Linked DNA regions of Mus musculus: region 2 is linked to region 1. A link is a contact called in public promoter capture Hi-C data. All regions are on one chromosome and are shown on one strand. Each heading gives the region's core, a stretch centred on a gene start, on an enhancer-like site or on the middle of the called end of the contact. The rest is flanking DNA. Distances are from core to core; before and after follow the strand shown.

The links. Promoter capture Hi-C pulls out the DNA fragments that hold promoters and counts their contacts.
Region 2: a contact with region 1 is called in a promoter capture Hi-C map of trophoblast stem cells, with 7 times the contacts expected there. The contact joins the enhancer-like site here to the promoter of Tmem54 in region 1. A contact is called at or near these places in 23 of 39 promoter capture datasets (the 3T3-L1 cell line, 3T3-L1-derived adipocytes, the C10 cell line and 15 more), 3 of 15 datasets of contacts at CTCF or cohesin (the NIH/3T3 cell line, embryonic stem cells and large pre-B cells), 12 of 484 Hi-C or Micro-C datasets (B cells, the C2C12 cell line, the HL-1 cell line and 5 more), 13 of 115 datasets of contacts at active chromatin or transcription factors (craniofacial prominence, embryonic basal ganglia, embryonic forebrain and 7 more) and 4 of 9 other capture datasets (adipose tissue, embryonic stem cells, liver and 1 more).

What each region holds. Positions count from the first base shown.
Region 1 is chr4:129,104,063-129,107,033 of GRCm38.p6, reverse strand. Tmem54 (transmembrane protein 54) reads right to left here and starts at 1,504. Exons shown (of 6, transcript NM_025452.4): 1 at 1,303-1,504. The coding sequence starts at 1,318.
Region 2 is chr4:128,903,951-128,906,921 of GRCm38.p6, reverse strand. The region is part of intron 4 of Trim62 (tripartite motif-containing 62); the gene reads right to left. Among named protein-coding and RNA genes, the nearest start is that of Gm33901, 12 kb to the left of the region's middle. Within about 2 kb of position 1,506, at least 46 of the 459 cell types and tissues checked have an H3K27ac peak or open chromatin away from gene starts, as enhancers often do. A contact at or near this core is called in craniofacial prominence and trophoblast stem cells, where this site is marked.

The DNA.
Region 1 (2,971 bases), core at 255-2,754:
GAGAGAGAGAGAGAGAGAGGGAGGGAGAGAGAGAGAGACGGGAGGAAGAGCTTTGAGGAGCAAGGAGGAGCCTGTTACAGACTCACTGTGGACCTGGTACCAGCCTGTCCTGTTCAGAGGTAACCCCGGATTTTTTCTGCATAGAGCCAGGTGAGGTTCCCCTAACTGCTCTCCGAGCTCTCCTTTAGCTTGCAGGCCCTGGGACTGTCATCTCAGCAGAGGACAGACCATGGACTGGAAAGGCACGAGGAACTGGAATGGCCTTGTGAAGATGAACAGCTGGCCAAACAGGAAGAGGAATTGCAGCCTTGTTCCAGGGGCCTCCTGGGTCCCACCCTGTCCACCCACCCCATCCACCTACCCATCAGCCAGCCACTACTGGGCTTTGGCTGGGCTCAAGAAACAGCAGCATCTCTGGACCAAGGCTTTGGTCAGACAAGAAGGCTAGGGTTGCTTGCTTTAGTCAGAGCGCCCTAGGCTGGTTTTGGTTCTTCGTTCTCATGCTGGGAACACTGGGCAAGTGGCTGGTGTAGTGCTAAGCGTTTATTAGCAGACCGGAACTTCATCCTGGTCAAGAGGTGGGTGCAACGGTCTTCATTTTACCAAGGAGAAATAGGCATGGCTCGAAAGATGTGTGTGCTGGAGAGTGGGAACGGAACCCCTTAGATCCCAAACAGCAGAGTTTGCCCAGGGCGTGGGGGAGGGGCGCACCAGTCTACTCTGTCAAGATGCTGGCTGACTGGCCTTTCCCTCCAGCTTGGCTGGATGAGAGGAAGGTATGGAAATGGCATCTTTGTAATGCTAAGGAGCCGGGATCCTGGACCCTACATCCACATCCCCATCTCTTCATCTCTCAGCATCTCTTCCCCTACCGGCGGATCCCGAAGCCTATCTAGCCTTGCCCCTTAGAAAGGAAAATAGGGCCAGGAGCTGGGGGTGCCACTGGCCCCACCAAAACCAGGCTTACTCAGAGCTGGGCCTCAGTGCCACAAACCTGGAGCCCCCAGCTGCTGGTCGTGGCGGAAGGAGTTCTAAGTTCTAAGTTAGAGTGAGCTAAGTACTGAGCTCTGGGCTAGTCCCTGAGCCTCGAAATGTTTAGGCTGGTGTGTAGCTCAGTGGTAGAGCACTTGCATAAAGGAAATAAAACCCAGCCGCTTGTCACCCCGCTTCTAAGGAAACTTAGGCTTGAGAGGAAAGTGACCTGAAGCAGGCCAGTACGTGAAGCAGGGTTGGGTGAAGCAGGCGGCTTGACTTCGGGTTGGGGTCCCCCCAGGAGTGGGTCTCCCGTTTGCCCCAGCTCACCTATGCGCAGACACATGTTGATCCCGGCCAGTGGCCCCGCGCTGGTCTCAGCGGGGTCTCGCTTCCATCCTTCTCCTCCGCGGCCTGCGCTCCTCTTCCCGCCCAAGCAGGCTCCTGGCGGCTCCCTTCCCTGCACCCCTCAGTCGCCCAGCCCGGCGTCCTGCGCGCGTTGCCGAGGCCGGTCGGACCGGCTGGGCGACCCCGGGACTGTGCGGCTGAGTCACGGCCACGCCCCTGCTGCTGAGCCAGGCGCCCGGCGCCAGGCCGCCCTCGTTCCTCCTCGCACGCCCATTCCACCGATGGACATTGAGGCTCTAAGGGGTCTCCATCGGCCGTGCTGGGAGCTGGTGGTGTTAGCATGTGAGCGCGACCCCGGATGGTGGTGATGGTGGTGGTGGTGGTGGTGAACAAGACACGGGCACATGGGCCAGGATGGAAGCTGGGAGTGAGCAGGAGCAACCAGGGGTCTGCTTTTTTAATCTACTGTGTGACTTCAGAACAATCGCTTTCCCTCGCTGGGTCTTCCTTTTTCTGGCGGAGGTGCCTCCTGGTCTCAGTCAGGTCTTCCATGTTGAGCAAGGTGCTTTTCCTTTCGGTCTTGGCGGTGGTGGGGTGATCTGTTTGCTCCTTGGAAAATCAAGGGTAATAATTCTTGTTTCCTGATATAAGGAAATGCAGCTATTAAATAAATTAATAAATAGATAGATAAATAAATAAATTGTAGGGATCAATGAGATGGCTCAGCCAGTAAAGTCCCTTAACCCTATAACCCGATAGCCTGATAGCCCCAGTTCCATCCCTGGGACCCACATGGAAAGGAGAGAACCGACTCCTGAAAGTTGTCCTCCGATTTCCACTGGAGCAGAATATGGCACTGACATACTACAGCACAAACATCTCTCTCTCTCTCTCACACACACACAGAGGTACACACACAGAGGCACACACATACAGAGGGGCGCGCGCGCGCACACACACACACACACACACACACACACACACACACACACACACACACACGACAGAGCCTCACTATGTACTATGTAGTCCTAACTGTCCTGGAACTCACTGTATAGACCAGGCTGGTCTTGAACTCACAGAGATCCTAGAATGTCTATTGTGGGGGCTGCCGAGTTGGCATTGGGTTATATCAAGTGTTAGATGGACTCTTGCTTCGTGATAGTGTCCCTGATGCAGACACAAGTCCTGTCCTCCTCCTTTGGGTTCAGATAGCTGGACACTCACATAGGACCATTTAGCCAGAGTGGTGAATAAACAGGTGGAACGCTCCCAGCCACATCTCTGCCAAGTATTCTGCCTTGGCCAAAGCACAGCACCTCCCTGGACCACCGAGGTCTTTGCAGCAGGCGTAACTGGTCTATTCTGTACCAGATCTGTTCTGTAGCCCATCAGCATAGTCTCCATGGACGAGGCTGTCCTGATGTCTACAGGTTCTCAGAGCCTGGTGACTGTGTGCCTATAGTGTCACCTGTAGTGACACCTCCTGTGTGCCTTGTGTCACCTGGATCAGCACATTCAGCTTCTAGCAGCAGGGGAGGGAGCTGAAGCCCCGGTGCTGTGGGCAGGACAACCGCAGGTCAGGCAGGCAGCTCTGGTCATTCCCAGCGGGTTGGTAAGTGGGCTTTCTTATCAGCTGACTTCTGAAGGG
Region 2 (2,971 bases), core at 257-2,756, 200 kb after region 1:
ACGGGTCATTCACTTCTGCCTCTCACGCTTCCTCAGAGCGCAGAGAGCTGTGTGGGAACCAGGAGCCCTGGGTCTAGAGGGGCCTGTGGAACAATCCTTTGTTAAAGGATGTAAATGGGGAGGTTAATGGACACACACATGAACTGTATTCTGTATTCTGTCAGTCCCTGGGCAGTTAGTCAGAACAAGAAAGGTCCTGTCCTGTGCAGTGTGAAGAACTCCCACAGTAAGAGGAAAGGCTAGAAGGATGTGTGAGTGTGTGTGTGTGTGTGTGAGTGTGTGTGTGTTTGTGTGTGTGTGTGTGTGTGTGTGTGTGTGTGTGTGTGTGTAAGAAACTAATTAGATACAGATGTTGCATCATTTACACTACAGACTGGGATCCGTTGGGGTGGAGTGGATGTGGGGATGCTTAGGGCTCCGGGGAAAACACCAGCAGTAGGGAATGGCAGGCTCCTATATCCCAGGTGCCTAGGAGGGTATAAGGAGATGGTAGTGGGGAGACCCCAGGGGTCAAGGAACAGTCAGGGGGATACTGGCAAGCAGCATGAAGACTCAGCCTGACTCTTTGTTTGTTTGTTTGGTTGGTTTGGTTTTTTTTTCGAGACAGGGTTTCTCTGTGTAGCCCTGGCTGTCCTGGAATTCACTCTGTAGACCAGGCTGGCCTCGAACTCAGAAATCCAACTGCCTCTGCCTCCCAAGTGCTGGGATTAAAGGTGTGCGCCACCACCCAGCTTCAGCCTGACTCTTAAGTCTGTGTAGGACATTGTGGGTCCCTTCCAGAGCCACTGCTGAGTGGGTCGGGCTCCTGGTGGTTCTGAGACCAGTGTGACAGTGAAGAGCATGTGGGCCGGGGAAAGCCTGACCCGGCTGAGTCCTGCGTAGAGGAGAGCAGAAAATTCATCCTCTGCGCCGCAGGTCCTGATTCTCCAGGGATGGGGCCAGCTCCTTGGGGCTGGGGCTGGGGCTGGGGCTGGGGCTGGGGGTGGGGCTGGGGCTGGGGCTGGGGCTGGGGGTGGGGCTGGGGCTGGGGCTGGGGCTGGGGGTGGGGCTGGGGCTGGGGGTGGGGCTGGGGCTGGGGCTGGGGCTGGGGGTGGGGCTGGGGCTGGGGCTGGGGCTGGGGCTGGGGCTGGGGCTGGGGCTGGGGCTGGGGCTGGGGCTGGGGCTAGGGCTAGGGCTGAGCCTGACAGTTTCCCTAGGATAGAGGCATGGCCTGACTCTGAGTGTCCTTTGCACTCCGGAGATTGTGAGGCTACAAGTTCTCCCATCTCGTCTTAACAGAGAGTCCTATCTCCAGAACTCGAAGGTCTCCCTGAAGCTGGCAGAGGCAGTGGCCTTCAGAGGGAGCAGTTAGGGACCTGAGAGGCACCCTGGCAGCTCCCCTTCCCGCTACTCCAGGTACCCTCTGGAGAGCGGCGAGACCCTGAGGAACCAAAGCCTTTCCCCAGGCTCGCTCAGGTCAGAGGTCACCTCTAGCTGTGACATTCCGACATTCATGATTTATAAACCAAAGGCTGGGCCCGAGGCCTGTCTCCTCTACAGGTATGTCCCGAGGCTCTCAAACCTCTCTAAGGCCTTGGGTCAGAAGGCACCCAGGAAGGGTCACAGATTTCCAGGCTCCATGAGAATGTTTTCTGTTCTTCAACTATCACCCAAGCAGCAGAGAAAGACTGCCCAGGCGCCCAGCGAGAAACACTCTTTGTTTTCCAGTATAGCAGGGGAATGATGGGACAGGAAATACGCTTGTTCCCCCCAAGCCCCCCACAAGCCAAGCCTTAGAAAAAGAAATCTGTTCCCACGGGCTTCCTCCCACTTCCCCAGGCCCTCTGCAGTCCCAGCTTCCCGTCACCGTCCCTGCACGGAATAGGCATGGCCCTACCGAGAGCACCACAGCAACCTGAGGTCACGATGGTTGCTGCCCTTTTTCAGAAGGGGAAACTGAGGCTCTCTGAAGTAAGTGGCTTGCTCAGATTCTACTTGGTGTGAAAAGTGAGTTGGAACACGAGCTGTGTCTTTCCATTCTGTGGCCCCGGAAAGTCTAACCAGCTTGGGGAAAAGTGTCCATGATACATAACAACAAAGAGTAAAACTTGCTTACTAAGTTACAAAGAAACCGGTTCACTCCCTTATCTACCCTGGCAACAACTGGGACCATCCCTAAGGTTTAGGTGGGAAAACTGAGGTTCAGCTGGGGGACAGCTTTGCCTTGGGTCACACAGTGGGGCGGGGAACAGTCTGGCACTCATAATGATTAAATCCAGATGAGGAGCAGTGGGGGAGAGGCCAGACAAGGCTGGGGAGGCTGAGGAGTGTCTGGTGTCCTTGGGACAATGAGCTGCCTGGCTCACTGGGAGTTTGCACCTGGGAGGAGGGGGAATTAGAATGGCTTGGCAGAGGGGCTGGTGGGTGAAGGGCTGGGGGACTGGGCAGGGGGCTGGAGGTGGTGAAGCGTGGAGGCTCCAGAGTAAAGGACAGGTGTTCGATGGGGTTCTCGGGTGATCTAATGGGCAGGTTGGGCTGGGAGGGGTAGGCAGGAAGCCACTAGAAGCCACAGTTACGTCCCTGGGGGAGGGAAAGCAGCTCTCCCATCTGGACATAAAAGGCTCTGGTGCTGAGCCAGAGTGACTTCATAGGTTCTGCAGACAAAGAAAGGGGCCCAGCCAACCGGGTCACTGTTGTCTGAAGTCCCAGGGGCATTGACTCAGGGCAGAATGCTCAGGTCACACACCTGTCCCCTCTGGTCCCTTTGCAGGCAGTGTTCTCAGGGCCTGTGGTCTCAACTGAGGCAATTTGGTTTTCAAAAGAAGTCTGACCATGGCCAGAGACACTTTGGGTTGCTGTAACAGAGGGGAAGGGATGGTAGCGTCTCCCGAATAGAGGCTGAGGGAGCTGCTAGCCTCCTGGGTGTAGGACAGGGCCTCCGGCAAGACCTTCTTGCTCAGTGGTACAGAGGGAGGTATACCCTGCTTGGAGC